2 separate regions of the Oryctolagus cuniculus genome follow, and region 1 is linked to region 2. A link is a contact called in public Hi-C data. All regions are on one chromosome and are shown on one strand. Each heading gives the region's core, a stretch centred on a gene start, on an enhancer-like site or on the middle of the called end of the contact. The rest is flanking DNA. Distances are from core to core; before and after follow the strand shown. Region 1 overlaps SMAD3 (SMAD family member 3). Region 2 has its middle 40 kb from the start of SMAD3.

Region 1 (3,435 bases), core at 379-2,878, 150 kb before region 2:
CAGGGCCTGCAGGACAGGAGGCTTGGCTGGGAGCCCCGGAGAAGAGGCAGGAAGTCTGCCCGTGGCCAGGCAGGCTTTGCCCCCTACCTAGAACATCCTTCGGAGGTGAACTTGACACAGCGGTCCCAGACAGAGGGGGCACCTCCTGTTGAGCCGGGACATCCCACGTTGCTATCATGAAGAGAAGGAAGCGGCAGGGGAGGGGCAGGTGGTGAAATCCCACCCACTCACTCCAGGCCCCCAGAGCAGACACCATCCTCGTCCTCGAAGCAGGGCCAAAGGGCAGTCGGTGCGTTCAGCAGACGCAGCCCTTCGGAAGTGCTGCTCCTGTGCTCACCTCTGTTTTAGAAAACAGGCTGGTGCCACCGGAGGGAGAAAAAGTCCTTCTTCCTTGACAATAATCAATGGATCAGAGTTCGAATATTCGCGCCCTCCTCACGGTCACTGCCCCAGCGCAGCCCCTCCCCCTCCCCGCCCACACCTCTAGGACACACTGGAACAGCGGATGCTGGGGGAGCCCATCTGGGTGAGGACCTTGTCCAGCCACTGCAAAGGCCCATTCAGGTGCAGCTCGATCCAGCAGGGGGTGCTGGTCACTGTCTGTCTCCTGCAAGAAACAAGGCAGGGTTGCAGGTAGGGGACGTTTAAAAACGTCCAGGAGGAAACACAGGCAAGTCACAACACCCTCCTCTGTGACAGTCTTCCCCCCCAAAGCCAGCTACACCGTAACCTGGCTCCATGCTGCCCTAGAGGAGGTCCCAACCATCCGCTGAAACTAGCAGGGCCAAGGTCCCTGAGCAGATCCCGAGCCGGGGAATGGGGGGAGGGAGGTGGCCCGAAAGAGGTAAATGTGAAGTCAAGGCCAGGGCACCCCCAAGGCCCCGCAGTGGAAGCCCTCCAGGCCAGCTCCTGTGTGTCCCAGGTGGGCACCAGCGGCTCCAGACACAGGCCCGGCCCGGCCCGGCCCGCCGTGGTGATGCGTGTCTGTCTGGCGGAGGGGCGTTCCGAGCAACGCACCGACAGCGCACATGCCTTCCGCTCCCCATGTGCTGATACAATTCCCATCTACGGCCTTATTTTGGAAAATCTTCCGAGCAGAGCGAGCCATGGAACAATTACTGGAAAAAACCGAGGCGCACCCCAAAGCACTCCGTCTCAATTCAGGCTGGCGGATGACGCAGCCCGCAGGCCGGCTCCCCGAGGCTATCTGCTGAGGCCGCGGTGGCCCGTGCCAGCTGGAGGTGAGAGCAGCGGGCCTGGGCCCTGCCCTCGGCCTCCTCGCACAGACAAGGGCTGAAACCCTACTCCCCTTGGCCCGAGACGCAGGAGGGCGGCAAGACTCTTCCGGGAAGGGGCCGCGCCTGCCCGTCGGGCTGCCGTGCGGCACTGCCAGGCGGCGGTGACGCGGTGGGCTGCGAGCACGGCGTGTGCTGGCCCGGCGGCCTGCCGGGGAGGGCGTCTGCCGCCGAGGAGCCCCTTGGGGCACGCAGGGCTGGACGGCCGCAACGCCGCACTGGGCCGGGCACTGCCTGCCTGGCCTGGCCTAAGCACCCCTGCCCGCTGACGGCCCTGCAGGGGTCCACCTGATGGAAGGGACCATGCGTGGCCCCTTGGGCTACAGTCCGGGTGTGAGAAGAGTGAGCAAATGGACTTCCCCTGGCTCTTCTCCACGGAGGGCCGCCTTTAAGTATTTCCCTTTCCCTGTCTTCTCCAAAAAAAAAAAAAAAAAAAAAAACTAACGCTAATCTTCCACTCTTGTTCCCTACCTGGTCCGTGCCAGGGCTAAAAGGTCAGTTTGGGTGCTTCCCGGCTGGCCCGCTGGGCCTGGGCTAATCTCTGCAGCCGTCAGAAGACGGCCGCCAGTTCTGAGGTCTGACCGCCATGCCGGCTCCACGGATCACCGGTGCTGGGTTTCAGCAAGACCCCGGAGACCACGCCACTGCGCTCCCCAGCCCCGCGGGGCAGCCCCGAGCACGGCAGCCCAAACACGAGGAGGACGACCGTGCGGGGCGAAAGCCTCTAATGAGAATCCGACTTTCCATAAGTCACGCTCATCTGGATCTCATTATGAACGGTGGCCCCGCGCCAACACTGAAATGGGTTTGGCCTGGGTGCAGAGTGACTGCAAAACAAAATGGGAGTCCAAACATCTGGAAAAATGAAGGGGAGAGTAACTCGCACGGCGCTGGCTCCAGCTGACGTGCGGGTACCGCAGCGTCTGCCGCAGGCACAGGCCGGGAGGGGGGCGGGAGGGGCCCACGGCCCTGCTGCCCAGGGGCACTCTTGTTCACCTGGGCTCTGCTCTGCAGACCCACGCCACGGTGTTCCGCAAGAGACAACCACGAGGACCAGGCAGGCCTGCCCCTCATCTGTGCCACGCTGAAACCAGGGTCTGGAATTCTCAATTAAAAAAAAAAAAATCATTTCTTTTCTGAGCACGGAAACTTGGTTGCTTTGCAATGACCCGGATCTCCTCCTTGCTTCCCTGGGTCTCAGTTCCCAATCCGAGCTCCTTGGGGCTACCAGGGTCCCTGAGTCAGGGCTGGAGCCACAGGGGAGGGAGGAGACAAGGCGGCAGAGGCTTCACTGCCAACACCCACCCCAGGGGAAGCCTGAGGACGAGGCCAAGAGGGCACCGTCCCAGGCTCAGCTTTCCTGCACCGGTGGGACTTCAGGCAGGTCCCTCTCCCTCCAGAGCCTCAGTCCCCACATCTGTGCAATGGGCACCCAGCCAACAGCCCTGCCCAGGGAGCCCTGCTGTGGGGAGGAGGAAAACGGGACTCCTGCATTTCCAGCGCCTGAGAAACTGCAGGTGCCGGGGGCACGCGGGCCCCTCCCGCCCACCAGGTGGTGGCGCTCTCTGCTCTGGGGCCTGAGTCCCCTGGCGTGGGGTCCCCCCCCCCACGGTCACCGACCTGTACTCGGCTCCCCAGCCTTTGACGAAGCTCATGCGGATGGTGCACATGCGCGTCAGCTGGTAGACGGCCTCGAAGCCCTGGTTCACCGACTGGGCCAGGAGCGCGGCGAACTCCTGGTTGTTGAAGATCTTCAGGTTGCACCCTGCCGACGAGACAGAAGCCGTCCCTGTGGGCTGCTCCCCTGGGGACACGGCCACCTCGGGGCGGGAGGGGGTGGCAGAATGGCTCCATTCCCACGGCTCCCGCGGCCCAGGGTCACTGGCTGCAGTAGCCGCACGCTCCAAGCTCAGCACGTGAGGGACGGGCCCTTGGATCTGCCACCCCCACATCAGGGACACGCAGCTGCCCCACGTGCCGGGCAATGAAAGGCTGGGGGAGAGCGGGTGCAGGGACGGGCTTCCTTGGCCCTGCTGCATGTGGTGTGGCCGGCCACCTGGGCTGAGCAGCCCTGCGCCCTGGCAGCGGGCAGCACCACTGAGACGGGCCCCCCTGGAGGTGCCCCGGCCTGCCGTTCCCA
Region 2 (3,446 bases), core at 678-3,177:
CAGCTTCGCTGAGGCTCCAGGCAGCCAAGGCAAAAAGGGAAATGCAAATGAGCTTCCCTCACTACAAATGTGTTAAGAGCAGCCACCTCCAGGACCTGAGACCTGGCCCTGACACTCCCTGCCCGTGTCTGTCTCTTTGGCACATTAGTCAGCCTCTGTGTGATTCAGTTTATCTGTTTGAGAGGACATGCGGCAGTGCCTAATCGCCGGCTGTTGTGAGAGTTAGAGGGACACAGGCATCTAGAGCGCCGAGGGCTCCGAGCCACGTGAGGGTTGGGCTGACGGGACCCGCGGCTGCGAGCTCAAGAAGGCCGCCTGTGACGTCCAGAGGAGGAAGCCAAGGGTGAGGCAGGGCTCTAGGCCGCAGCCAGTTCACGGGCCAGCCCCGAGCTTCCCGGCGGCCTGGCCCGTGCCAGGATTTCCACTCCCCTCCCCGCCGTCCTCTCTCTCCTCGATCGGGTCGCCCTCCCAGCCTGGCTTTCTGCCTGAGCTGTTTCCTGTTTCCCGAACATCTTTCTTCTGCATATTCATGCAATTTCTTGTAATAGCGCCCTGCCTGGAACACCTCTCCCTTCCAGCATCCTCCTGGCAAACTCCTACCTATGCTTCAAAACTCCCTTCCAGAGTCACCAACCCTTCCTCCCGCAGGGCCCGGCTCCTAAGTGCTGCTCGGGAGAGGAGTCGGCACCACTCTCCTGTGTGATTGAAAGGACAGATGAAGACGGGGGTCATGTCGATGGGGTCATGCTGTGGCGCAGGGGGTTAAGCCTTTGCCTGTGGCGCTGGCCTCCCACATGGGTGCTGGTTCAAGTCCCGGCTGCTCTGCTTCTGACCCAGCTCCCTGCTAATGCACCTGGCTCCTGGCTTCGCATCGGCCCAGCTCTGGCCATTTCGGCCATTTGGGGAGTGAACCAGCAGATGGAAGACTTTTCTCTATCTGTCTCTCCCTCTCTCGTAAATAAATAAATCTTAAAAAAAAAAAAAAAAAGATGGTGATAGCTTACCATCTTGGACCACTTCACTGGGCACTTGCTGAGAGCTTTGCAAGCATTTATTTCTACTTTTTTTTTTTTCAGAAACCCTATAAGGAAGTTGCAATTTGCATCTCCATTTTGTGTAAAAGGAAACCAAGCCATAGAATGGCTAAAGAGCTTGCTCCAGCCCCACAGCTGGGATCCGAACTGGGGTTTGTGTTCAGAACCAGCCGCCACCGCCAGGGCGGCGAGCCACCTCCCTGTGTTACTATCACAGTTTGCATTGCTCTGACGATCACAGGTCAGCGATGGGCTCGTTCCCTTTGTCCTTCCATCTTCCTGGCGCCAGCCCCGACACCCAGCGGGCGAGGAGGAAAGATTCTCACCGTCAAGTTCAGTGCAGCTGGCTCCTTTCAAAAGCCCTCTCACTCTCCCCTGGACTCCCGGCCACCCCGACCAGCCCTGGGGGCTCCTTTCTCTGAGTCCCCTATGCATTTTTGCTTTCCCACACACACACACACACACACACACACACTGAGGATTCTTTCAGGGTGTGCCGGGGCGGCCGCCCTGCACCTCATTTAATGAAGTGGCCATCTCTGCTCCCACTTCACTGAAGACAAGAAAACTGGGGCTCCAGGCTGGCTTTTGACTCTGTCACCCTCAGGCTCTGAAACCCATTCATCTTTCCCCAGGGAGTACAGTGTCCGGTGTGCCCCACCCCCCACCCCCGTCCTTGAGCACAGAGCCCAGAGCCCAGGCGGCGGCCTGCAGTCCGTGTGTGCTGAGTCGCCATGAGCCGAGGCAGGGCGTGGGTGGTCCGAGGACAGTGTGCCAGGACCCAGGCTCTCGCAGCAATGCAGACTTTCCAGCGCCCAGCTCCGAGGCGCCCGCTATTTTTGGATGGCCTTGCACAAATGCTGTGTGGGCTTCCTCTTTGCTACTAAATGTCACTGCGTGAGTTTCCTAGTTTCATTCTTCTGCCTGCGCTGCGGAGGGTTACGCAACCAGCGCCTAGCGATGACTCATCGCGGGAGGGCACAGCTGCCAAACCGTCACCATCGCCAGGGTAGGGTGCCATCCGCCCCGCCCCGCCCCCAGCCCCAGGCTGTTTGGGGGTGGTTTGGTTGAACTTGTGCAGTCTTTCTTTCTAAGGTTGCTTCCCCTTGTCCCTGTCTCCTGCTTCCAGCAGCTGGGTGAGAGGGTATGGCAGGCTGGGGAGAATCTCGCCGTGGCGTCAGCGCCGCCCGCCACGTGGGCCCCCGCGCCCCAGGGCTGTCCAGGAGATGGTGCCATGCAGGCTGACCCCCCTGGAAAGCTGGGTGCTCTTTCCAAGTTCCTTTCACAGCCACCTCGTGCCCTCAGCGCCCTCTCCACAGAGCCTGCTGGGAGAGCAGCAGCAGTGGGCTGCGCCCCAAACTCTGGCCGTGCCCTCCACCCTCCTTACACAGTGGCCTGTGTCCTGGATTGGTTAAAGCTGGGATATTGGCTTCCAGCACCACCCAGTGGCCTCCTGCCACGGGCAGGTCTGGAGCCAGCCCCCAGCCCACCCAGGGTGAATCAAAAGGCGTCCCTGCAGGAGCCGCTGTGGGCCACACAGGAGGGCGGAGCCTCTGTCCAGGGAACAGCAGGGACGTGGCATCTCCTGGGCTCCAGGCACAGCGGTGAGCATCGCGCTGCAAATGGCCACTCCGGCTCCAGCTGGGTCCGTGTTTCCTGCTTCAGGCTGATGGGGCTGCAGATCAGGGTGAGCCTGGGGCTGCAGGAGGAATGGGTGGCTCCATGTGTGAGGGTGGGGGAGGTGGGAGCAGAGGCTGGCCCTGGGAGCACCCTAGAGGCATGGCAGGTGCCAGCAGCGCCCGGCCTGGCACTGCAGGGGGGACGGGCAGACACCGGAATCAGGGTTTAGCAAGAGTCACTGGGAGTGTCTCCGTCGCTCGGCGCAGTCGCCACAACTGCGGCACTGGCTCATTTGCTGGGCACTTCTCTGCAACTCTCAAATGAGGCTGGAGCTCCGGTGTGCAGCCGCCAGCCAGGAAGGGAGAGGGGCCAGCCCCGCCTCCCCTTAGCGGGCATAAGCATCGAGTACAGTGGGAAACAATGCCCAGGAGCAGGAGAGCTTGCACTGTGGTCCATGGACGACTCTACTAACCTGTCCATCCTCAGTCTTCCCACCTTGGAAATGGGCTGGTGGTAGTCCAAGGGCTATACGGTGTCCTTCTCCTGCCTGGATCTGTCCAGAAAGGCTAAAGGGCTTGCAGTGAGCCTGCCTTCACTGCTCCTCTCACCTGGGCTCCCAAACACACCAGGCTGACCCCAGGGCCTTTGCACTGGCTGTTTGCTTTGCCAAGAGCACCCTTCCGCAGGGGTGAGCACAGCACCCCCACCTCTCAGGCCTTTGCCAGGGTCAGGGTCGTGGCAGCATCTCAGTGATGCCATCCAAGAGCCTCTTTCCCACCTCGCCTGCTCCCC

What was found. A called contact is a pair of places that touch in the nucleus more often than the background predicts.
Region 1: a contact with region 2 is called in a Hi-C map of psoas muscle, with 2.2 times the contacts expected there. The contact joins two enhancer-like sites. A contact is called at or near these places in 2 of 6 Hi-C or Micro-C datasets (ear pinna and psoas muscle).

Annotation. Positions count from the first base shown.
Region 1 is chr12:89,966,239-89,969,673 of mOryCun1.1, reverse strand. SMAD3 (SMAD family member 3) reads right to left here. Exons shown (of 9, transcript XM_051821816.2): 8 at 2,916-3,060; 9 at 1-607. The coding sequence ends at 484. Among named protein-coding and RNA genes, the nearest start is that of AAGAB, 70 kb to the left of the region's middle. Within about 2 kb of position 1,628, at least 4 of the 8 cell types and tissues checked have an H3K27ac peak or open chromatin away from gene starts, as enhancers often do. A contact at or near this core is called in ear pinna, where this site is marked.
Region 2 is chr12:89,817,817-89,821,262 of mOryCun1.1, reverse strand. No RefSeq gene overlaps it. Among named protein-coding and RNA genes, the nearest start is that of SMAD3, 40 kb to the left of the region's middle. Within about 2 kb of position 1,927, at least 6 of the 8 cell types and tissues checked have an H3K27ac peak or open chromatin away from gene starts, as enhancers often do. A contact at or near this core is called in ear pinna, where this site is marked.